Regions from separate parts of the Mus musculus genome. Here regions 1, 2 and 4 are each linked to region 3. Evidence: chromatin contacts called from public HiCAR-type, HiChIP or PLAC-seq and promoter capture Hi-C data. All regions are on one chromosome and are shown on one strand. The core of a region is the stretch at or near the end of the contact, and the rest is flanking DNA. Distances in the headings are between cores, read along the strand shown. Region 1 holds the start of Usp13 (ubiquitin specific peptidase 13 (isopeptidase T-3)). Region 2 holds the start of Acad9 (acyl-Coenzyme A dehydrogenase family, member 9). Region 3 holds the start of Sox2 (SRY (sex determining region Y)-box 2). Region 4 holds the start of Dcun1d1 (DCN1, defective in cullin neddylation 1, domain containing 1 (S. cerevisiae)).

Region 1 (6,105 bases), core at 1,370-3,869, 1.8 Mb before region 3:
AGGTGGGACCTGAAGTCATTGCAGACCCCAGACTAGTTGTCCTTGCTTCAGTAAGCCTCTTTGACTCTGGTGTGTTCTACAAATATCTCTTCCGGTCATTTGTTTTGTTTTGAGATGGATTCTCTTTGGAGCTCAGAGTGGCTTGGAATTCACTGTGTAGCTAATGCTGGCCTTGAATTTATGGTATCTTCAACCTCTAACTGCTGGGATTCCAGGTGTGCAATACTACTGGTTCACAGTCCATCACTTTAGTCTGTGTTGTTCTATGAGAAGGGTTGGTATGCAATGCAGTAACCTAGCAATAGCCTTCAACTTCTGTACTGACTATTGAACCTGAGATGTTTTTATAACGGAATTAGTTAATTCTTGTTATGTGTGTGTGTGTTGCTACTTTGTGTATGTAGCAGTCAGAAGACAACTTTACAGAGTTGATTCTGTTTCTACCTTTATGTGGGTTCGGGGCACTGAACTTGGGTCATTAGGCTTAAGCAGCATGCACCTTTACCGCTGAGCAATCAATCTCACTGTACCCAATAAATAGATTGAAATAGGGTATCGGGCTCAAGGCTATAATCTCAGCTACTGGGAACACCGAGGCAGGTGCGTGGCAAGTTCAAGGCCAGTCTGGACAACACAGTTTTAAAAGGTGTGGGGACATAGCTCAGAGGCAGAGTATTTGAATTATTGTTTCCCCAATAGTAGCAAGCTCTCGGTTTCAATCAGACAAGCAAAGGGAAACAAAACTATTGGAACCACATAGAAAAGTAAAGGATGGTAAGGAGTCCCCTTGACTTCATGCTTTCTGTTTCTCTCAACAATCTTGACAATTATATAGCTTGCACATTTTCTAAGAGACATATGGGGGCCAAAAGGCATGCACACAAGTGTGTATAGGACCCTCTCAAGGACTGGAAGGAAGGCCCACCAGGACACAGTAGCTGGCCAACCTCACGCACATTCCTGGCTTTCACGCACAGAATTACTTTCTGTTTCCATCTAGTAATGTGGCTGATGACAGTGCAGAGTGACCTCATTGCTTTTAGAGGTGCTCTACAGTAACTGCTTCCCAGTGAGGGATCTTTTCTTAGCTCCCAGTGTCCTGTTATATACCATGCTCCAACAAGTAGCCTACCAAGATGGAATTTAAATGTGGTGTAAGTATCACCCAGGATACCCCTTGGAAAACAATATATACATATAAAATTAAGATCAGTGTTACTAAATTTCCTTCCAGAATGCACAGGCCTGAAATCCAGCAGTGGGGAACCAAATGGGGGTGATGGGTTGGACTGGGGCAGGGGGATCACCAGGAGTCAACATCAACTTGGGATTCAAAGTGACAAAAATAAAAGTAAACACCCTTTCAGAGATGTGCAGTTTTTGTTCCCACCAACAATGTGTTTGAGGGTGTTTCTCAAGCCTGGACTAATTTGATAGATCTTTTATCAGCTGCCAGATGAGAAACAAATCTCACCGATTTGACTTTTTGTTTAATTCGAGATTGGATATTAAGCTTTCAACATTTTAAATCAACTTTCTTTCTGTAGCCAGTTTGTGAACAGGCAGAGATCCTACTAGATAGGGAGGAAGCCAAGTGTAATGTGTGTAATTCTTTGCTCTGAAGCAATGTGAGGCAGAGACATTTAGTGACATCACCAGCGACTTTCAGGATAGTCTTATCTGGAGAGACTTACAGAATGCTTTGGATCTGCACCTTCTCGCTGTCACGAAGAGCTATGCCCTGGTAGTAGGATACACATAGTTAGGGAACCTCAGTGGAATAGCCGATGTAGGATGGGTGGGTATTTACTTATTTATTTTAAAGACAGCATCTCATGTAGCTAAGCCAAGGCTAATTTTGAGCTCCTGTACCTGTTTCCACCTCCTCATTCCATGGGTTATTTATTTATTTACTTTTTTTTTTTTAAGAAGATGATAGACATGAGAGTATACGTCACGAACACGCTCTATTTGCATATTATTAAGCCCCCCCCCCCATTATTTTATTTTGAAGAATCCACAAGCAAGGGCAGAACATGAATCCTCAAATCAGGCTACCGAATGTTCGAGAAGGGCCTTGAGTCATAGGACGGCATTGTAAAGATGGAGAAAAATAGACATCCTTATCTGGTTGTGTGGGGGAGGGGGTAGAATTCCTACAGTCTACCCTTGCAACATATAGGGAAACATACCTCTTCCTTCTCCAGGCCTCGATGGAGTCTAGTATCTTTTACAGAGCTTTGCATGTTTAAAAAAAGTGAGAAGTAAGAATCTAAGAGAAGGCGACTCCTGAGTCCCACCCACCCCTTTCCGATCTATGGGGAGGTCGCGCTGTGCACCGCTTTTTTGTGCGGGCTTCCCAGGACCTGATCCTGGGCAGTTGGGGATTACATCCCCGAGGGGCCATGGCGGGTCGGGAGGCGTGCGTGGGGACCCGGGGCCTCCCTGGTTCCCACTCCTGCGTCCCCGCCCTCGCGGCATCCCCCTCCCCGGCGCTGCGGCTGGCGCGCGCCCCGCCTGACGCTGCAGCTGGGCCGGCGACTCGCCATTGGATTAAAAATAGCAGCTCCCGCCCGCCGGCCGGCCGGGGCAGAGGCCGAGCCTCCCGAGCCTAAACTGATCCTCAGCCCGCGCGACCGCCGCGTCCAGGTCCTGTTCTCCCGCTGCGCCGCGCTCCTCCCCAGGCCCGCTGCGCTCCGCGGTCATGCAGCGCCGGGGCGCCCTGTTCAGCGTGCCGGGCGGCGGCGGGAAGATGGCTGCAGGGGACCTGGGCGAGCTGCTGGTGCCTCATATGCCCACGATCCGCGTGCCCAGGTCGGGGGACCGCGTCTACAAGAACGAGTGCGCCTTCTCCTACGACTCCCCGGTAAGGAAGATCCACGGCGCAGTTGCGCAGCCAGCCTGGGAAACGGGGTGGCGCACAGGGCAGGGGACCCGATGAGCTGCGGGCCCGGGACTTTTTCCTCCTCCTGCTGCCTCTCCTCCAGCTTTGGCTCCCTGGCACCAAGTGAGCGCCTCCAGGCTGCTGCGGACGAAGACTGGGTTCCCTGGGCCCTTCGCTCCGCTAGCCTGTGGCTAGGATGCCAGGGCCCCAGTCGTCAGTATTCTGCCCAAAGCCCCAGTATCGAGAAAGGCAAGCAAGAGTTAGTCCAGGGTTCTGAGCTGTTCTCGCGGGCGACAGAGGGTGGGGACGTGGTAGGTGAGAGTCCCCTAGCCCGCGGCACGCTCAGTCTCTCTCTCTCTCTCTCTCTCTCTCTCTCTCTCTCTCTCTCTCTCTCTCTCTCTCCTTTCTCTCCCTCTCCTAGAAGCCTTTTTTTTTTTTTTTTTTTTTTTTTTTTGCCCAGGGTTTCCCACTGCGGGACAATGCTGATGGACTCTGAGCTCGCCTCTCTCTCCATTTCCCATCCCATTCCTTTCTGGCTATTGTCAGGTCCGGTGGTCCCATTAGGGCAGCAGAAATAAGGGGTCTGCCGCTGGCTTATTATGGCTCCCTAAAGCCTTACTCAAATCTTTCCCTTCTAAGTGAGTCACTGGGCTGACGTGCGCTATGTGAATTATTAAAAGTTCACTCCTGATTCGTGACCCCGCAGGAGGAGGGGAAGTTAAGAGACATCCTGGCCTTCCACCAGGGAGGCTGGGGGAGGTTTCCAACCCGGTGGGTTGTGAGGTTGTGGAAGCTTGCGAGGCAGAGGCAGGGTGAAATGCCCCCTACAGTAGTCAAAATGGGCTTCAAAGTGACTCAGCTGTCTGGCGGCTATCTGCCTTTTTGAGGACCAGGTTATTTTTATCCTTCCACTTTGGATCTCATATGTCACCCAGCAGATCTTGGGGCATCGTGAGGTGCATGGGTTGGAGGGAGAGACAGGTTTCACAGAGGTTGTACAACATATATAGTTATTAGGGGCTTCGACCCTAAAAGAGAGGCAAAACCTCAGAAGTTTCTTTTCTTTTGTTTCTTTTTCCTTTTCTTGTCTGGGGTTGGTTGGCTTGGGATGGTTAGTGAAGCTTGTTTTGTTTGGTATTTCATTGTGGTTCTGGCGTTATCCTCTTCTCTGGGATTGTTTAGTTTTTCTCTTATGCTATTCCGGTTGATCTGGGGATCAAACCTAACTAATTTGTTAATTATTTATTTTTCATATCTTTAAAAAAGACCCGGGTAGAGTGGAATGAAAGATTACATTTAACAGTTGGCACGCTTTGAACACATTACTCCCGGTGACTGTCAGCACGCCATTGCATCCCATCCCCTACAACACTCTTGGAAAGACCGTTTTCAGGTTGTGTGGACCCTGTTGGGTAGGCTACATGAACCCCCTCCCCCAGGGTGGGGCATGGCTAGTGTCTTAAGCTGTGGACAGACTACAGACACTGGAAGGTGGCTTAACTCCTCAGGACACATGTACTGGCTAGTTTTGTGTCAACTTGACACAGGCTGGAGTTATCATAAGAAAAGGAGCTCCAGTTGAGGAAATGCCTCCATGAGTTCAACTGTAAGGCATTTTCTCAATTAGTGATCAAGGGGGAGAGGCCCCTCGTGGGTGGAACCATCTCTGGGCTGGTAGTCTTGGATTCTATAAGAGAGCAAGATAAGCAAGCAGGGGAAGCAAGCCAGTAAGGAACATCCCTCCATGTCCTCTGCATCAGCTCCTGCTTTCTGACCTGCTTGAGTTCCAGTCCTGACTTCCTTTGGTGATGAACAGCAGTATGGAAGTGTAAGCCGAATAAACCCTTTCCTCCCCAACTTGCTTCTTGGTCATGATGTTTGTGCAGGAATAGAAACCCTGACTAAGACAACACATAAAATGGCTTTCTCTATGGTGAACTGGTTGCTTCTCAAGCTTTGCTGGTAGACTGGTACTGGAGAGCAGGGGTGAGGACAAGTCGCTTGTTGAAACCGGTTTCCACAGATAGGCTCTGGGTCTCCATGTGCCAGTCAGTGCTCTAGAGGCTTCTTGTCCATGTACGTGATGAGTTCATGCGTGTTGCCATGTTCCTTGGGGGAGACTGGTTCTGCTTACAGGCTATGAATCATCCTATTTCATTATCTGTATTTCCGGGAAGATGACGAGGGTTTATAACCGATCATTTAAAGCATGGTGCCTGATAATGAGAAGTTTTTTCTTGGGGGACTTCAGCAGTTCACTGAGGATCCAGTGTTTTTTTTTTTTTTTTTTTTTTTTTTTTTTTTTTTGAGCACCTAACTTAGTGCCAGCTCACACATGTGAGAAACACAGTTGGATGGTGTCAAACAGAGCAAAGACTTTTGTTCATATGTGTTGTGGGGCTTTGTGGGGAAGGTCAAAAACAGTTACATTGGGGTGGGGGTGAGGGTAGACATCCTCCTTTCCGATTGTTTTGAAAAGGCTCATAGCTAAAGGTGATAGAAGATATTAGAATGGGTGGATATTCTAAGGGAGAGGAGTTATATGGTCCAATACGCAAAGCACAAATATCTCCTTCTTGTGTGCCTATAATGTATTGCAAAACAAAAAGGCCGATTTGGCAGAGTGTGGTAGTTTTCTAGCTGCTAACATAAAATCCCTACAGGAACAGCCACCAAGAGACAAAATTTAAGTTGGCACGTACAGTGCAGTCCATGTTAGAGGGGAGGGAATGGTGGAACAGTTAGTAGTGTGCGGCCACTTAAGGAAGCAGAAGGCTCAGGTCAACATGAGAAGCAGATATAGCCCCCAGTGACCCATTTCTGCTAGGCAGACTACACCAAAGGTTCTGTTACCCCACCTTTTAACAGTACTACCACCTGGGGCACAGCACAGGGTGGGGTGGGCAACAGGGATGGACTCAAATCATAGCAGCAAATAAGATGCAACTTCAGAACCAAGAAAGGAGTAGAAAGAGGATCTTGAATTCCGAAAAAGTACTTGAATATATAAATATATATATAAATCAATTATACATATATATGTACACACACATATATGCAATTTTTTTGTCTTGCTGGTGTCAGATGTCCCCATACACTTGAGCAGAGACCCCCCACAGTAGTAGGAGCTGGGATTTAACATGTTAACCTCATACCCTAACATTGAACCTGATCTTGGTGTAGGTCCTTATACATGTTAGACAAGTACTCTGCCAGTAAGC
Region 2 (5,966 bases), core at 1,762-4,261, 1.4 Mb after region 3:
TTTGAATCCACCCCATTTCTGTCTTTCATTAAAAAGAAGAGGCTTCTATACCCCATTTTTTGATTGGATTGTTTGGGTTTTTTTGTGATTAACTTCTTGAGTTATTTATATATTTTGGACATTAGCCCTTTATCAGATGTGGAGTTAGTGAAGATTTTTTTTCCCAATCTTTAGGTTCCTGATTTGTCTTATTGACCATAAGAAGCTTTCCTTATAGAAGCTTATAGAAGCTTTGACTTATAGAAACATTCCAGTTTCATGAGGTCCCATTTATCAATGACTTTACAGGGCATAGTTCTTTTTGTATCTTCTATCCTCTCTGGCTCTTACACGCTTTATGTTTCCTCTTCTGCAGATTCTCCTGAGCTCTGAAGGGGGGAGGGGCTAATAGAGAAATCACATTTAGAGCTGAGTGTTCCAAGGTCTTTCTCTGCATAATATCTGGCTGTGCATCCCTGTGTTTATTCCCATATACTGCAGGAGGAAGTTTTTCTGATGATGGCTGAATAAGGCACTGATCTATGAGCTTGGCAGAATATCAGTAGGAGTCATTTTATTAGTACTGTGTTTTAAGATCTGTGGTATTTGATTTTACCATAGGTCTCTAGGCTATCTAGTCTCTGATTCTTGGGCAACCAAGCAGTGTTGGGTATGGGTTCTACCTCATAGAGTGGGCCTTGTTCAAATCAGACATTGGTTTGCTACTCCTACTAGTTTGTGCGACCATTGGCTTAGCATATTTTGCAAGGAAGATAACACTGTAGATCAAAGGTTTTGTGGCTATGTTGTTGTATGTGTTTCTCTTTTGGTAGCCTGCAGAGTAACTTTCCATACTCAAGACTTTAGAACATAGGGGTGAAGGTTCTATATTGGCATCCACTAGACCTCCCCAAGTGTGGGTGTTGTCTTCAGCAATGGACTCTTTTTGTCAGTTTGCAGAGAGCAAACTATTGTATTGGCAACAGCCTGGGGTGTTTGGAGCATTTCCATGGAAGCTCTTTGGCCAACAACTCAATTGGGTATAACCCAGGCTTGCTACTGGAAGCTCTGTTTGGTAACGAGAGATGGAGAGTTACCTCCCCATTTTTGGAGACATCATTAAAATCACTTTCATGTATTTTAGTTAGTTCCCACTACATTAGGTGATTTATTCCATGTTCTATTGCTGTGAAGAGACATTGTGATCAAGGTGACTCTTAAGAAAGAAAGCAACACTGGCAGGACACATTCGTGTGAACGGGACTCCTGGGTCACCTGGAGATCTCAGATCGATGGAACAGAGGCTACAGTACTGACGCTAACCTTTCAAGAGGCAGTCTGTGGGCTAGCAAGACGGCTTAGTGAGTGAAGTCGCTTGCCACAAAGCCTGGAGATCCGGGTCCAATACTTGAGAAGCTATCTTCTGACCTCCACACATGTGCCTAGTATACTCTTTCTCTTACACAGATAGATAGATAGATAGATAGATAGATAGATAGATAGATAGATAGATATTTTTTAAGAGGCAGTCTACTAAGATTCAGACTAAGTTAGGGCAAGTAGTTCCTTGGCTCCCATGACTAAAAGGTGGCCTCAATAGCCTGTGAGACACTGACTCAACTGATGCCATCTTAGAGACACCATTTTGACCTTAGAACTCAGTACATAGGCAACAACAATCTGCCAAAACCCTAACCTGCCAAAATAGGAACAAAGACCTAATTCATCAAAGACCTAGTTTATAGTGCCAGGACCTGGGAAAGTCCCTAAACATATTAACCTTGCTTTTTGGCTTCTGTAGTTTCACTTCTCGCTAACTGTTCTTACTTGCTTTTTGTGCATAAAAGGAAAAGAATAGTGAGGCTCTGGGCTACATAGTTTGGGAAGTTCCTTATGCAGTCCCCAGTGGGGCATAAATGCTTTCTATTGGTGTTAAAACTGCATGTATTTTCTGAAGGAGTCATCTTGTAACAGTTGATGCCACACTGGTTCCCTCAGGACAACCTGCCTAGAAATAAAGACAACAGACATATGAATAAACCCTGATGTGAGAGCTGGACCAGTTGGACCAGGCCCTGCCTTGGCTTACTTCCTCAACATAAGATTCATTTTAAAAAAAACAAACAAGGGCTGGAAAGATGGCTCAGCGGTTAAGAGCATTGACTGCTCTTCCAGAGGCCTTGAGTTCAATTCTCAGCAACCACATGGTGGCTCACAACCATCTGTAATGGGATTCATTGCCCTCTTCTGGTGTGTCTGTAGACAGCAATGGTATACTCACATACATAAAATAAATAAATCATAAAAAGAAACAAACAAACAAACATGGTGTTTATAGTTTCATAGGGTAGGTCACCGAGCCAAGGGAAATGCCTTGCCCTGGGAGTGGTGAAGAAAGCAAGTGTCTGAAGACTGTGGCCAATAGGGGCCAGACTAGGGGGGTGCACAACACAGGGAGTGGTAGATTCAAGAAAGGAGGAAACAGCATGCTCTTAGTGCTTCATGCAGTCTCCCATACAAAATGATACCACGCCACTCACATATTTAAGAGAATTAGGCAGAAGTGGGTTAGTAAAATAGGTCCCTTGTCATTTTGTTATACCCATTTAGCAATATTCTAAGTCCTACATTAAGTGAGATGAGAATAACAAAAGTTGTACTTCTAGGTTTATTTGATGAAATCTAATCTGCTCTTTAGAGGATGTGCTGAGAATAGCACACAGGCACAAGAGCTGTGTTTGGGAGCCTGGGTGGTAGTTTTGCAGCTTGACTTTTGAGTATTTTCGTTTTCTTACTGGCAAAAGTATAACAAGAAAGAACACACACACACACACACACACACACACACACACACACACACACACACACTTACTTCCTAGCCTGTTCGGATGAATTTTAAAAAACTACAATTTCTAAATTACATACTCAGACATTACATACAGCAATGCTTGGCGTAGGAGACATTTATTAAACATATTCTGGAACGACCTGTCCAATAGCCTCGCTCAAGGCGGCGCAGCCCTTGCGTCATCAGGAAGTGCGAGCTAGCTTCCGGTTGCAGCGGTGCAGGGTGAGACTTTGGATGCCCGGACGCGGGTGATTGGCGTCATTGGGAGGAGCGGCGGGGCTTCCAGCGACTTGAAGTCTGAAGTCAGGAGCAGCATGTCTGGCTGTGTGCTGCTCTCGCGTGGGGCGACTGCGGCGGCGGCTGCGGCGCGAGCTTCCCGGGTGCTGAGGGAATTCACGGCGAGGCGCCGCCCGCTGCACACCAGCCTGCAGAGCTGCTCGTTCGCCAAGGAGCTCTTCCTGGGCAACATCGAGCAGGTAGGAGGCGAGGCCGGACTGCCCGTGTCCTCTGCTCCCACCTTTCATTCTGGCCAGAGTTGCATGGAACGTTATCCGAGCCCGTAGAAGCCAAACATCCGAGAGGCTGGGCTCGGCGATGTGGCTTAAGTCGTGTCACAGTGGTTTTTGTTTTGGGGCAGGGTCTCATTCAGTAGTAGCCCAGGCTGTCTTTGGACTCGCTCTGTAGCTAGGCATGCCTTGAATACGTGGTCCTCTTGCCTCGGTCCTCAGAGTTGCCCATCCAGCTATTTCTTGTCTTGGAAGTTTGTCTCGTATTGTCTGACTTTATTAAAGTAGAAGTCAACACTTGGGCTGAGTGGCTGCCCTGGTGCAACGTTCAAAGCTAGAACTTTGAAGTGTGGGGACCCTTTTGCCCACATTCTGGCGCAGAGGGTGCCGAGGGACTTGGATTCTTGTGCTTTTCCAAGGCAGGAGGAAGAGCGCAGCCATCATGTATCCCCTTCAGTCTTTAAATCTACCCTTCATCACCCGTGAGCTTTGCTGCCAGTTTTCCATTTCTGTATTTAGTGAGAGTCCCAGTGGTCAGCTCTCCTCCAGATGGTATCTACTTTCTATACTGTTGTGAGCTGTATACCCCTAGCAAAGGCTGGCCTGGTGATTAGAACTCAGCTTTCTCACTATTCAAGGATAATTCTGCATCTTGGACCTGTGCCCTCAGGCTTTGGCCCAGTGGCCAGTGGTTTTCTCCACATTGCTCACTTCTCATTCCCATTCCTACCCCACCCACCATTAGTAACTAATGCAGATATGTACTTAATGTTTGTTCTGAATGCATGTTAGGCCTCAGGTTTCTGAAAAAAAAATTCTTTTCTTTGTATCTCTTTTGTTAGTTCCTTGGTTTCTCAACCTGTAGACCTTGGCCAGTGTCTCTGGTAGCCCAGTTGAAGTCAGAGGCAGTGTCGTTGTTGTTTGTGTTGTTTTGTTCTTCTTCTTTTTAATGTGGAGGTGGCAGGTGTATTGATTGCTTGCTTTTGAGACAGTCTCACTGAGACTTTCTGCCTCTGCCTTCCTTCATGAGAGCTAGATTGAAATTGTATGCCACACCTAGCAATGCTGAATTTTTCTAAAGTTTAAGCCTGTGGGCCTCTCTTTTTATTATGGTCAGCCCCTTGATGACCTAATTCAGTGCCCTAGCTTTAAATGACAACTCTATTCTTACGACTCAGATTTATTTTTTCAACTTGAGTTCTTCCCCTAACTCCAGACTTAGTCTACCTTTCTGCTCTATATCTCCTCTTAGATGTCTAATAAGCATCTTTAATAAGCATATATGATAACCTCTCCTGGATCCCACCCAGTTCTGCTTCTCCCAACAGCCCGTTTACAATAGATAATGGCTACTCTGTGATTCAACTTTTTCAATACATTCTCCAGTGACACCTTTGATTCGTCTTGTTCTCATTGAATCCTATAGTAAGTAAATCTTTGTTTATCTTCAAGTTACATTCATATCTGACCACTTCTAACTTCACTGCTACTTCCTGGATTGAGCAAACACCAGCTCTCGGAGCATTTCTGGGCCTTGACTAGGACAATGGCAGTGGTACTTAAGCGTCTGAGGGTAGAGAGTAGCCGAGTTATCCATGCCAGTGGCTGACATATACACTTACTTGGACCCGAGTCTGTCCCAGGGGCAAGTGGGAGGATGAATGGGTGAGGCTTGTGTGGCACTGGCAGACTTAGTTACAGCCCCTGGCTTATATAATTGGCTTCTGCAGTAGGATTACCTGAATAACAGGTTCTTTTGCTTTATCAGCTTAAAAGATGCTAATTGTTATTTCACTCCTCACCCACACGGCGCCTCATTCAGTTTTTGTCACTTTTAACTAGAGGATATTTTCCTTCTAGCCTCCAGTATCCACCCCCCCCCCCTGATATTTTTTGTTTTAGGTTTTTGGGTTTTGTTCTGTTTTGGAAGATTGTATTTGAGTTGTTGTTTTTGAGACTGGGTCGTGATGTGTAGTCTTGGCTGGCATGGAGCGTGCTATGTAGACCAGGCTGGCTTGAACTCACAGGAGTCCACTGGCCTCTGCCTTCCAAGTGCTGGGATTAAAGGTGTGCCTCATTGTGCCTGGACTCCTGAAGTCTTTACCCTTTTAAGTATGTCTGAATACCAGTTATTTGCCAGGTTGCCTGTTTTGCCTAGTTTGCCCACTGGGATCGACATCACTTTTCTCCCACACAGCCCTTTGACCCAGACTAGGTGACAGGCAAGACTGTGAAGGTGATGGAGTAGGAGTGGTCTGAGCCTCCATGAGTGAGCAGCCTTGTTCTAAGAGGCTCAGAGGGCCAACAGGAACTATGCTCCCTGTTAGTCTGCCTCAGCAGTGGAGTGAGTGCTGGTGGATGGCAGCATATTCTTTAAGTCACTTGTCTCTTGGATAGAGAGAGACCCATGGACCTCTTGTCCTTGGGCCAGAGAGGAGCAAATAGATTTTGGAACGTTGCTAATGTGGAGAAGTCAGGAACGTGAGTACTAAGACAGGGTAGAGACTTGAGTGCTCCCCTTGGTGAGAGGAACCAAGGAGACAGGGGAACTCCTGATCCTGAAAACTTGTGATATATCTGTGTTCAGCTGTGGGTCCAGATATACACCCTGTCCAAAGCACCTGGAGGAGTAG
Region 3 (5,497 bases), core at 2,050-4,549:
ATATGCTAATCACTAATGCTGGTCTAAAAGTGTATAGCTTTTTGCTGCCCATGAAGGGAAGTATTACATTAGATGAAGCACTTCCAATTTTCATAAACTATGCCAGTAGCAACATTTTAAATTCTCAGAGGATGAAGCACCCTGTTCCAAGTCTCTTTCTGCTAGTCAATAGTGTATTGTTGCTGGTACTGTAGTCAGCTATTATAACCCCAAAAGAGGCTTGCCTCTGTCATGGGCTGGGGCTGTCATAGTTATTATTATACTTAGGGGACTATGATGGTGTTGGATTGAAATCGGTGGCCAGTGATCTAATTTTTTTCAATATGTTCTAAAAATATTCTAATGAGAAAATAGGTTTTGCTACCGCCATCTTCTTTAATCTTATTTTCGTCGCAAATTATTATGCATAAACACCAGCCACCATTAGTTTATTGCCTCTGATAAGTACAGTAGACTTAATTAAAATAAAGCTGCAAATAAATACCACAAATGATAACACGACTGTAATGCACTCCCATAGTTTATTCATATGATAAAGCAATTAACAAGAGACCTAGCCAGACCCCCTTACCCTCTTTAAGTAGATTATTACAGAGTTCAGGTGCAAACACACATTGGAGAGGTTCAGACTATCCCCATTGGGGGAAGGAAAAAAAATCTGCCTCCTACTAACCTTGAAAGAAAGATATCAAGATTTCAAGAGATGTTCTTTTATCGTCATCCATTATCAGTATTTATATTAATAAATATTCGCCACCGTTGTCCACATCAACTCGTTGGGGTTTTTTTTCTTCAAACTTAATGATCCATAAGCTTTTTCTAAGTTTTCAGAAAAAAGTGCTATTAAGCACCTACAGATACATACACAATCACAAAGTGAATGCTCGGCCTGCCCTTCGTGGCGCGCGGACAATCATAATTCATTCATACTTTGAATCTCATAATTTATACCTATTTTCCCCTCGCTTAACCTCCCACTTATCTGGCGGTTCTATGTACATTTCTAAGTTAAGCAAATTAAATTTGATTCTTATGATTTCGTCCCACGGCTTATATGATATGTTAACTTTTCTTTTGTTTAGATTATGTGTAATTAGTTTGATCTTCCATCCTCCTCGGTTTTTTTTTTTTTAACTTTATTTTTACACACCTTCTTTTAAAGGTAAAAGCACTCTAGTAAAAGCAAGTCCACCAGCAGGGGGCGCAGCAGCCACATCTCAGAAACTAGGCGCGCTGAAAAGTCGGTGGCCGCCTTCCCTGGCTCAACCTTTGCTCTGGTCTCCAGAGATTCGTGTTGAGCGTAATAGTACACCCCGATTAAGGAGAAAACAATGCTTTAATTTGAAGAGTCCCAAATATTTACGCGTTTCTATAAGTCCTTTCCGGGTTCCCAAGAACTAAAGCAACCAAAACTTAAGGAGAACCTGGGGCAGTGAGAGGGGTGGACTAGAGAAGAAATTATTTATTTCAAGTTTACAGAATTTCTTTACCACAATTTTTCTGGGTCTAAAGTGGGCATAGTTAGCTGAGTGTGACAATAACAGCCAAGCCTGGGAGAATGGGGATTGGAGATGTGGGGGTGGGGAAGAGGCGTTGGTGGGCAGAGAGGGAAGGATAAACAGGGCAGTTTGTAAGGACAATGAGCGGAGCGTGGCCGGCAGATACCCTTGTGAACGTTTTCTTTAGGCAGAGTTGGGGTAGATGAGGGGAGGAGGGGCCGCGAGAGTATTGCAGGGAAAAAAAAGAAAGAAAGAAAGAAAATAAGTAACCCTGATGGTTTAAGCTCTTTATTTAAAAAAAAAAAAAAAATGGCATCAGGACTTTCTTCCTTCTCTCCCCTCTTTTGTACCCAAGTGCATTTTAGCCACAAAGGTTCCAACAAGAGAGTGGAAGGAAACTTAGACGGGGCTTTGTTTGACTCCGTGTAGCGACAACAAGAGAAACAAAACTACCTATTTGTAACGGACGTGGGGCTGTGGCTCTGGGCTTTTTGAGCGCCTGCCGATTGAAATCTTTACGTCTGGACAATGGGAGATCGGCTAAAATTACCCTCTCGGGTCCTGGGCAGGCAAGATTCTTGAACCCCTACCCCCGCCCCCAGCCCATTCTCCCACAGCCTGGGCTTGCTTGGTGCCGGCTCCTCGGGTTCGGCGGGCCTTCTCTCCGCCTGCACCTGCACCTCTGGACCCCGCGCGCTTCCCAGGCCCCGGCGCCTCTCGGCCGGGCCTTCGTGACTACCACCGTGCCTGTCAGCAGGGGCAATGCCGGCTGCGCTGCCCCATCCTGAGAACGCTGCGTGGGAGGGAGTTTGTGAGCGCAGCCCAAATGCCACCTCCGCGCCTCGCGGTGGGATGCCAGGAAGTTGCGTGACCCTCCCCCCATCCCCTGCACTCGGGAGCTTCTTTCCGTTGATGCTTTCGTCCCCAAGGTTTCCTCTGAAACTGCCACCACTAAAAATCCTCTTGTGTCAGGGTTGGGAGTTAGAAAGAGCGGGAGCAGAGTTCCAGCTTTGCCTTTGCACCCTTTGGATGGGGCAGGTTGGTGGAGTAGGGAATTAGGGGTTGAGGACACGTGCTGCGGTTCCTTGAGCCACACCTGAGTCGGCCTAGGAAAAGGCTGGGAACAAGGCCTGGTCCTAGCTCTGCTCTACAGTCAGCTACATGGGCAGAGGACTCGTGTTTGGGAACCGAGCCGATGACACGGAAGCCAGGAGGGCGCTGAGGCCCGAGGCTTGGGTCTAACTTCTCGTCTGTACGGTGAGAAGAGGGGGTGAGTGGGTGCTGGCGACAAGGTTGGAAGAGGGGCTGCGACAGAGCGCAGTGCCGCGGATGAGCGCAGAAACAATGGCACACCACCTCCGGCTCTGCCAGCTTCCTGAAATACTAGTTGGACAGTCGCCCTGAACCACCCATGGGCCTTGCCCCACCCTGGCCCCAGCTTCCCGCGCCCCATCCACCCTTATGTATCCAAGAGAGAGCCAATATTCCGTAGCATGGGGGAAAGGAGCTGTCGTCTTGGTGCTGTTTACCCACTTCCTTCGAACAGGCGTGCGCCGTGACCTGTTGCTGAAAACGGGGGGCGGGGGGGGGGGATACAAAGGTTCCCCAGCGGCCGGCTGCGGGCCCGCCTCCCCCGCGCGGTTCGGGGCACAGCGCTCTGCTGGGCTCGGCTCGGCGGCGCGGCAGGCCCCGCCCCCTTTCATGCAAAACCCTCTGGCGAGGCTGGGCTCGGGCGCAGGAGCCGGCGCTCGCTGATTGGCCGCCGGAAACCCATTTATTCCCTGACAGCCCCCATCACATGGATGGTTGTCTATTAACTTGTTCAAAAAAGTATCAGGAGTTGTCAAGGCAGAGAAGAGAGTGTTTGCAAAAAGGGAAAAGTACTTTGCTGCCTCTTTAAGACTAGGGCTGGGAGAAAGAAGAGGAGAGAGAAAGAAAGGAGAGAAGTTTGGAGCCCGAGGCTTAAGCCTTTCCAAAAACTAATCACAACAATCGCGGCGGCCCGAGGAGGAGAGCGCCTGTTTTTTCATCCCAATTGCACTTCGCCCGTCTCGAGCTCCGCTTCCCCCCAACTATTCTCCGCCAGATCTCCGCGCAGGGCCGTGCACGCCGAGGCCCCCGCCCGCGGCCCCTGCATCCCGGCCCCCGAGCGCGGCCCCCACAGTCCCGGCCGGGCCGAGGGTTGGCGGCCGCCGGCGGGCCGCGCCCGCCCAGCGCCCGCATGTATAACATGATGGAGACGGAGCTGAAGCCGCCGGGCCCGCAGCAAGCTTCGGGGGGCGGCGGCGGAGGAGGCAACGCCACGGCGGCGGCGACCGGCGGCAACCAGAAGAACAGCCCGGACCGCGTCAAGAGGCCCATGAACGCCTTCATGGTATGGTCCCGGGGGCAGCGGCGTAAGATGGCCCAGGAGAACCCCAAGATGCACAACTCGGAGATCAGCAAGCGCCTGGGCGCGGAGTGGAAACTTTTGTCCGAGACCGAGAAGCGGCCGTTCATCGACGAGGCCAAGCGGCTGCGCGCTCTGCACATGAAGGAGCACCCGGATTATAAATACCGGCCGCGGCGGAAAACCAAGACGCTCATGAAGAAGGATAAGTACACGCTTCCCGGAGGCTTGCTGGCCCCCGGCGGGAACAGCATGGCGAGCGGGGTTGGGGTGGGCGCCGGCCTGGGTGCGGGCGTGAACCAGCGCATGGACAGCTACGCGCACATGAACGGCTGGAGCAACGGCAGCTACAGCATGATGCAGGAGCAGCTGGGCTACCCGCAGCACCCGGGCCTCAACGCTCACGGCGCGGCACAGATGCAACCGATGCACCGCTACGACGTCAGCGCCCTGCAGTACAACTCCATGACCAGCTCGCAGACCTACATGAACGGCTCGCCCACCTACAGCATGTCCTACTCGCAGCAGGGCACCCCCGGTATGGCGCTGGGCTCCATGGGCTCTGTGGTCAAGTCCGAGGCCAGCTCCAGCCCCCCCGTGGTTACCTCTTCCTCCCACTCCAGGGCGCCCTGCCAGGCCGGGGACCTCCGGGACATGATCAGCATGTACCTCCCCGGCGCCGAGGTGCCGGAGCCCGCTGCGCCCAGTAGACTGCACATGGCCCAGCACTACCAGAGCGGCCCGGTGCCCGGCACGGCCATTAACGGCACACTGCCCCTGTCGCACATGTGAGGGCTGGACTGCGAACTGGAGAAGGGGAGAGATTTTCAAAGAGATACAAGGGAATTGGGAGGGGTGCAAAAAGAGGAGAGTAGGAAAAATCTGATAATGCTCAAAAGGAAAAAAAATCTCCGCAGCGAAACGACAGCTGCGGAAAAAAACCACCAATCCCATCCAAATTAACGCAAAAACCGTGATGCCGACTAGAAAACTTTTATGAGAGATCTTGGGACTTCTTTTTGGGGGACTATTTTTGTACAGAGAAAACCTGAGGGCGGCGGGGAGGGCGGGGGAATCGGACCATGTATAGATCTGGAGGAAAAAAACTACGCAAAACTTTTTTTTAAAGTTCTAGTGGTACGTTAGGCGCTTCGCAGGGAGTTCGCAAAAGTCTTTACCAGTAATATTTAGAGCTAGACTCCGGGCGATGAAAAAAAAGTTTTAATATTTGCAAGCAACTTTTGTACAGTATTTATCGAGATAAACATGGCAATCAAATGTCCATTGTTTATAAGCTGAGAATTTGCCAATATTTTTCGAGGAAAGGGTTCTTGCTGGGTTTTGATTCTGCAGCTTAAATTTAGGACCGTTACAAACAAGGAAGGAGTTTATTCGGATTTGAACATTTTAGTTTTAAAATTGTACAAAAGGAAAACATGAGAGCAAGTACTGGCAAGACCGTTTTCGTGGTCTTGTTTAAGGCAAACGTTCTAGATTGTACTAAATTTTTAACTTACTGTTAAAGGCAAAAAAAAAATGTCCATGCAGGTTGATATCGTTGGTAATTTATAATAGCTTTTGTTCAATCCTACCCTTTCATTTTGTTCAC
Region 4 (6,358 bases), core at 551-3,050, 1.3 Mb after region 3:
TCCCCCTTATAAAAATAAGTGAGATAATCTATTATTATGTCTTTCCTAAAACGGACAATAATTTGTGTTGTAGAAATTAGTTGTGGTACACATACCAAAAACAAAACTCCTAACAGTCTTACCAAACCATTTTATAACGTCTAGGAAAACAACTATAAATTTATAATGAAATATTTTTACTATAAGATTCTTATGGACCCATATTGACTTTCTAAACTAACAAGATCATACCTAGACTGTACATGTGACAGAAAATGAGTAAAGGCATAGAAAGTGCCTTAAGTTAAGGACATCTTAACAACCAGGAACCACAACCAGTACGATTGCATGACGTATGGCTAAGCTCCAAAATGAGCTGATTTAATATTAACCAAAGGAACAGAAGGCTACAAGTCCTAACCCTAGCTCTCACTGAAACGGCATGAATCCTATATTCCTAATGAGCACTGGCAGGCACTGGGTTCGAGGGCAGGTGTCTGATGTGGACTGTGGGAAACTGCATACATACTCGTGATGAATGTCCATCAGAGACGCGCACTCTATTATTTTAGCCTGCTGAAAGCACCCCAGTAAGAGAGTGGAAACTCTTGGGGGTTCAGGAGTAATATCCAAGGCCTGTTCAAATAATTAAAGGAGAACCTGCAAACTCTCTCTTGGGTCTCTGAACTTTTACTGTACTCTCAATCCAAACACTAACCGGAACTTCCTTACAAATATAAAGTTTTACGAACGTAAGCACAGAAGAGAAATCTTGACTCTGTTGGGACCTAAACACATAATCAACACATGACACCAAGGCTGGGGCCATATAAGTGTCACTGAGCGAAAATCAACCCCCCACGACTCAAGACTGGGCATACACCCTCCCCAAAGAAGCCTTTCAGCTCTCCGGAGCGAAGGACCTCATCACTTTTACTCTTCTCCCAGCAGCCAGCCGGGAACTTCAACAAGGTGTGACTGTATACTTCCAAACTGAAAAGCAGTGACCAGCAGCGCCAGGTACTTAATGACAAAGGACTCAGCTCACCACAGCGTCTTCCAGCTTCCGTGACTTTTTCTCACCCAAACAAAAACCAGGAGAGGAGCAACTTGACAAACTGTTTCTTAAGAATCACAAATGGTCCCTAACTGCTATAATAAAGCAATTACTCCTCCCACCCCAAGCACATAGAGCAGGCGCTCGGAAGGCAGCAGGTCTCGGGTCCCCCGGCTGCACTTCCGTCCGCAGCCCGGAGCCTCCCAGTCCCCTCGCAGGGACCGAGCCTCAGCCGAGCCGCCCCAACTCCCGGGCGCCTGGCGCCTGGCGCCAGCGCGGACCAGCAAGGCCGACGCCGGCTCGCCAGGGCCGCCAGCACCGAGGGGCCCGGCCGGGACCAGGCAGCGCCAGGCCCGCTGCCCAGGCGCCGCCTGGCCGCACAATGGGGCGCGGGCCGTCCCCCAACGCCTCCGCGCCCGGCCCCGCTCCGGCGACTAGGCCCCGCCGCGCTCCGCTGCCGGGCCCTCGCGTAGCGGCGGCGCCGGGGAGGGACGGGCCGAGCTGGGCGCCGGCTGAGCAGCGGTAGCGGAGCGCGGCGGGGCCGGGGGCCCGGGCCGGGCGGCACGGCGCCGCGGTTCCTCACCATGTTGGTGTCCTCCGGACCTCTCCCCTCCTCCTCCGGCTCCGCAGCGAATGGACGGCGGCGGCGGCGGCGGCGCCTCTCACGGGCTCGCCGGGCTCCCGCTCATGCGCAGTGCGGCGGCCCGCGGAGCGGCCGGGCCGCGGGAGGCGGAGGGCGCGGGCCCCGGGGTGGGCGGCCTGGCCTGCCGGCATCCGTGGCACGAGCGGCCGGGCGACCCGGCAGCCCGGGCTGCGGACACACGCTGAGACCCGCGCGGCGGGCGGCCGCGGGCACAGTGAGGACGAAGCGCCGGGGCCCTGCCTGCGCCCCCACTCAGGGCGCCCTCGTCACGGCCGCGTCCTGTCCTCCGTGCGCTCCTAATAGCTCCACGTCAGAGTTCCCAGGTAAGTTTTTGGAAGAATCCGGGAGACTATTGCGCCTAGAGCCACTGTCATGCCTGGTGGACGGGCCAAGCTTGACCTAGCCTGCCTGCTGAGCTGTGGGCCAGAAGACAAGTGTGTGCTGCAAGGAGAAGGAAATACAGTACTCCCTGCAGAGAGAGGAAATAAAACAAAGGTACGGCACATAGAAAAAGCTGTCCAAGATTGCCCAGGTTTATATATGTCATCCGCATCTTCATCACCAAACGTGGGTCTCCCTTTACCACCGGCAAATACCACCAGATCACCCCTAGAAGCTAACAATCTTAAAGTTTCTGTTAAAACAACTGTTGTCACTCCTCCTCGGAGCTTCCTGCTACTGCTTAGAACTAGCCACGTGGTGGGGGCTCCCAGAGCCCTGCAGAGGCAGATCTTTGGCACTGCAGACCTGTTGTCACCCATTCATTCTTTACACCATCAATGCGAGTGTGTGTGTGTACGCGCGCGCGCGTGTGCGTGTGTGTGCGCTGATGTGGCATCTTCTCGCCAGGCCCTAAGAAAATACCAAGTAGCAAGGGTGAAACTAGATCACACTTGTGGTTATTCTCTAGGAACTCAGCCTAGCAACTTAAAATATTAACGAAGAGGACTCAGTCTCTTGCTACACTTCATTAGACTATTGCAACAATAGCTTGTAGGTTTTCTTAAAGCTCTTTTTTTCCTAAGTGCCAACTCCAAGGGGTGATTCTTAGTTCCACTTGACCTCTTTCTCTCCTGAATTTGAACACGTCCTCCTAGAATTCCCATAATTTTTCATGACTTGATTTATTTATAGTCTCCCCTTCACTTACCATTCTTCTTTGCTAGCTAACTCTGGCTTTTCAGTGGTGGGCTTTCCAGAACCATCCCTGAATCTCTTCATATATTCCTTTTTCCTAGACCCTGCCCATATCCCAGTGAGTCCAAAATCTTATCTAAAGCTCGGCAGCGGCATGCCCTAAGCACAAATTCTGCTCATCCCACAGACCCCCCCAAAGCTCTACAAAGCCAAAATCTTATCCCTAAACCTGCATTCCCCTGCTTTTTCATCACATAAGCTAAATATCAGAACTGCCCATCTCCCTTAGTCTAAGCTCGCCGAGTTCATCATCTGAGTAAACCCGAATTCTTCCCCTGCCCTTTAATAGGGTTCATCTCTCATTGGGACCCTCCTTTCTCCATCCCCTTTTGAGATGGAGTTTCTTTATGTTGCCCAGGCTAACAGCCAACAGTGCGGCCTGGGATTGCAGGCAAGTATGTCTCCCACCCCATCTTCTCTGTACTTTTCCTTCTACACCAGAGGTGTCTGTCTGCAATGCAGACTGGAGGCTCTTCCTCAAAGTCTCCGAGAACTTTCCTAACGTGAGCCTGTCTGGAGTCATAGGCAGGTCTCTCCCTCATCTTTCCACTCCCTTTGTCATGACCCCCACTCAATGCAGCTCCTGTTTCGGTACCAAGCTTCCTGGTTTGGTCTTATTTTGTCCCTGACACACTAGGTCACAAGAGTGAGGATCCGCCATGTGTTGTACTAAGCCTCTAACACTCAAGCAAACTTCAGGTTGCAGCTACACCTATTTTGTAGGGAGCACTGACATACAGAGTGGGTAAGTAACATGCCTAATGTCACACAGCAAGTAGTAAATCTAGGAACTAGACCCAGACAATCTGCTTATAATGTGTTCTCTCGGTTACTACAGTTTATTTCCTACTCTGGATTTCTGCAATTGGGGCATCTCCTTTGCAATTTTATGGCCCCTAGATTAGAGTTAGGACATCAACTGATAATCATTTGCCTCCAAGGCCAGGGCAGAGAAAGACCAGATCATATCCATCTTTGAGATAATTTTGTTTGTTTTGTTTTTATATGGGGCCATTGGTGCCATAACATTTGTATAGAGGTCAGAGGACAAACTCAGGTGTCAGCCCATGCCATCAACTTTGTTTAAAGCGGGTCCCTGTTGCTTTTCCACCTGATATGCCAGACTGGCTGACCCTTGAACTTCTGGGGATTCTTCAGTGTCTACCTTCCGTCTCCCTGTAGTACTGGGACTACAGGCGCATGAACTATGTGGCCTGCTTTTCATGCTTTCTGGGAATTTGAACTCAAATCCTGATGCATATGCAGCAATTGTTTTACCCACTAAGCCAGCTTATCCTTGAGTTTTCAGTGTTGGGTAAGAAGCCGATCTCTCTCTCTCTCTCTCTCTCTCTCTCTCTCTCTCTCACACACACACACACACACACACACACACCACAGTAGCAGTTGTATAAATTAAAAGAAAATAATCTAATGGCTCTCTCTTGGTCTTAAGACTGCATAGAGCTGTGGGTATACCGCTCAGTAGTGGAATGTTTCTCTAACAGAACACAGTAACAATTGGGCCCGGTGTGGTGGCACATGCTTTGAATTTAGCACTTGCTAGGCTGATGTAAGTGTAGGCCAGCCTGGTCTACATGGCAAGTTCCAGCTCAGCCAACAACACACAGTAAGAGTCTAGCTCAAAAAAGTTACAATAATAGCAATAGTGTCCATACTGTTCATTTGTGTAGTAGGACAGCAATGTTCCTTGGCTGATGCATATTATATACATGGTCTTATGATAAGTGCAACAGCAGTTGCACCCATCCTACATTTCCAGGTTACAGAACCAAACATGATAGGAGAGCATTAACTGTTGTTATTATATGAAATTAACTGTTGTTATTGTATGAGATAAGCATGTTTGTGAAAATTGTCCTGGTTACTTTTTTTTAAATGGAAGGTTCCTGAAGATAAAGCATAAGTTACAATATTTGATTAACAGAAAGGTACTCATTAACATGTTGTTTCAAATACAGAAATGTGTGTTTGTGTGTGTGTATGCTGTGTGCAGGTGTGCACATATTATTTGCACACATGTGGAGGCCGGTGAGGAGATGATCACAGTGTTCTATCACTCCAGGCCTCCCTCTTCTGGGATAGGGTCTTCTACTGAACCTGGATAGGGAAGCTACTGGCAGCCTCACTCCCACAGTACTGAGGTTACAGACTAGCGTGCCTAACATGTAAGTGGCTGCTGGCGTCTGAACTCAGGTGCCCATGTTTAAGCAGCAAGCTCTCTTACCTACTGAGCTCTCTCTAGCCCCTCAAATACATAATTTTAAAAACTACATTTTTTATAGCAGTAATTTTGGTTCAGTTAAAAAAAAGATGAAAACATCTGGTTAAAGTCCAATGTTACATACACGCATACATACATTCTTTTTACACCCATAATTATAATGGCATAGTGTTTGTAGATAGGTGACATTCCAAGGTAGACCAATTTAGAAAATGTTGCTGCAAAAGCTGCAAGTTTTCATGTTAAGGTAAATACTGATAAAAATCAGTGCAACTCTGTTTATTGAAACATGTAAAACCAAGTCTATAATTCTAGAATCTGTGTTTAGCAGAGAGAGAAGAAATCTGAAAGGACCGATTGCTAGCCTTTCTGGGAGTTCATTTATCTAAAATGAAGCCTGCAGAGTAGCTCTATATACCCAACTGCAGTTCTGAGGTGTGAGTCTGAGCCACAGTCACCGGCTTCTCACTCATGACGTCGGTGGATGCAGTTCAGTCCTGTGTTTATATAAAATGGGCTTACTGTACCCAGGCTTGCATATCCACAAATGTGTACTGGCTTTACTGGTGCACCATATTTTAGCATGAATAAAATACCGTGTAGAGGTTTCTGATGCAGAATTATAGCATTTGTGTATGTGTGTGTATGAGTGTGTGCACACACTGGAAATTGAACTCCGGGCCTCACATGTGCTCAGCACACCTGTGCCTCTGTACTTTCAGCCTCCAAATGATACATGTTTAAGGGAGAAGCCTTTTTAAGGATTAGTCCTCATGCCTTACGTGGAATCCGTGGTGGCCACAGGCCCCAATTCAAACCAAAATGATAAGAGTAGGCTTAGAAATAAAGCCTTTGCTGTCCCCTGCCCCAGTAAACGTTACCAGTGAAGCTGAAGGAAGGACTGCCTGAGACTCTTCCCTCCACATTCTGAACCATTCGAAGAGGAATCCTTAATCAGGACAAAGGGAAAACCTCAGGGAATTAGGTAGGCATCATCATCCAATTCATAATAAAAAGCAATACTTTGGTGGGTCACCTTCTAAATAGAAAATAGGAATATTCACCAGAGCCAGTCTGTCACCTCAGGGTCCCTGCGGATCTGCTGACTTTAGCTGTTTCACACTCATGGTAGAGGATTGGGCTTGGAGCAAGTGACAGCTCCGACTGGGTGGGTCATCATAGAAAACTCAGACTGTCACTGCTGATGTCACAATGTCCTACTGTCCCAAAGTGAACCTGC

What was found. Promoter capture Hi-C pulls out the DNA fragments that hold promoters and counts their contacts. HiCAR-type assays count read pairs that join an accessible place to other places. HiChIP or PLAC-seq counts read pairs in DNA pulled down with a chosen protein or histone mark.
Region 1: an H3K4me3 HiChIP or PLAC-seq map of embryonic stem cells shows a contact between it and region 3, with 5 read pairs. The contact joins the promoter of Usp13 here to the promoter of Sox2 in region 3. A contact is called at or near these places in 2 of 39 promoter capture datasets (hippocampal neurons and liver) and 1 of 115 datasets of contacts at active chromatin or transcription factors (embryonic stem cells).
Region 2: a contact with region 3 is called in a promoter capture Hi-C map of neural stem cells. The contact joins the promoter of Acad9 here to the promoter of Sox2 in region 3. A contact is called at or near these places in 2 of 39 promoter capture datasets (hippocampal neurons and neural stem cells).
Region 4: a HiCAR-type map of astrocytes shows a contact between it and region 3, with 2.8 times the contacts expected there. The contact joins the promoter of Dcun1d1 here to the promoter of Sox2 in region 3. A contact is called at or near these places in 2 of 115 datasets of contacts at active chromatin or transcription factors (astrocytes and embryonic stem cells).

The regions. Positions count from the first base shown.
Region 1 is chr3:32,815,007-32,821,111 of GRCm38.p6, forward strand. It overlaps Usp13 (ubiquitin specific peptidase 13 (isopeptidase T-3)), which reads left to right and starts at 2,620. Exons shown (of 21, transcript NM_001013024.2): 1 at 2,620-2,866. The coding sequence starts at 2,705.
Region 2 is chr3:36,062,968-36,068,933 of GRCm38.p6, forward strand. It overlaps Acad9 (acyl-Coenzyme A dehydrogenase family, member 9), which reads left to right and starts at 3,012. Exons shown (of 18, transcript NM_172678.4): 1 at 3,012-3,303. The coding sequence starts at 3,142.
Region 3 is chr3:34,646,696-34,652,192 of GRCm38.p6, forward strand. Sox2 (SRY (sex determining region Y)-box 2) reads left to right here and starts at 3,300. Exons shown (of 1, transcript NM_011443.4): 1 at 3,300-5,497. The coding sequence starts at 3,721. The coding sequence ends at 4,680. The region is part of intron 3 of Sox2ot (SOX2 overlapping transcript (non-protein coding)); the gene reads left to right. RefSeq lists an enhancer at 1-816 and a promoter at 2,787-3,537.
Region 4 is chr3:35,931,166-35,937,523 of GRCm38.p6, forward strand. Dcun1d1 (DCN1, defective in cullin neddylation 1, domain containing 1 (S. cerevisiae)) reads right to left here and starts at 1,801. Exons shown (of 7, transcript NM_001205361.1): 1 at 1,620-1,801. The coding sequence starts at 1,622. Gm15952 (a long non-coding RNA gene) reads left to right here and starts at 1,913. Exons shown (of 4, transcript XR_880768.3): 1 at 1,913-2,002.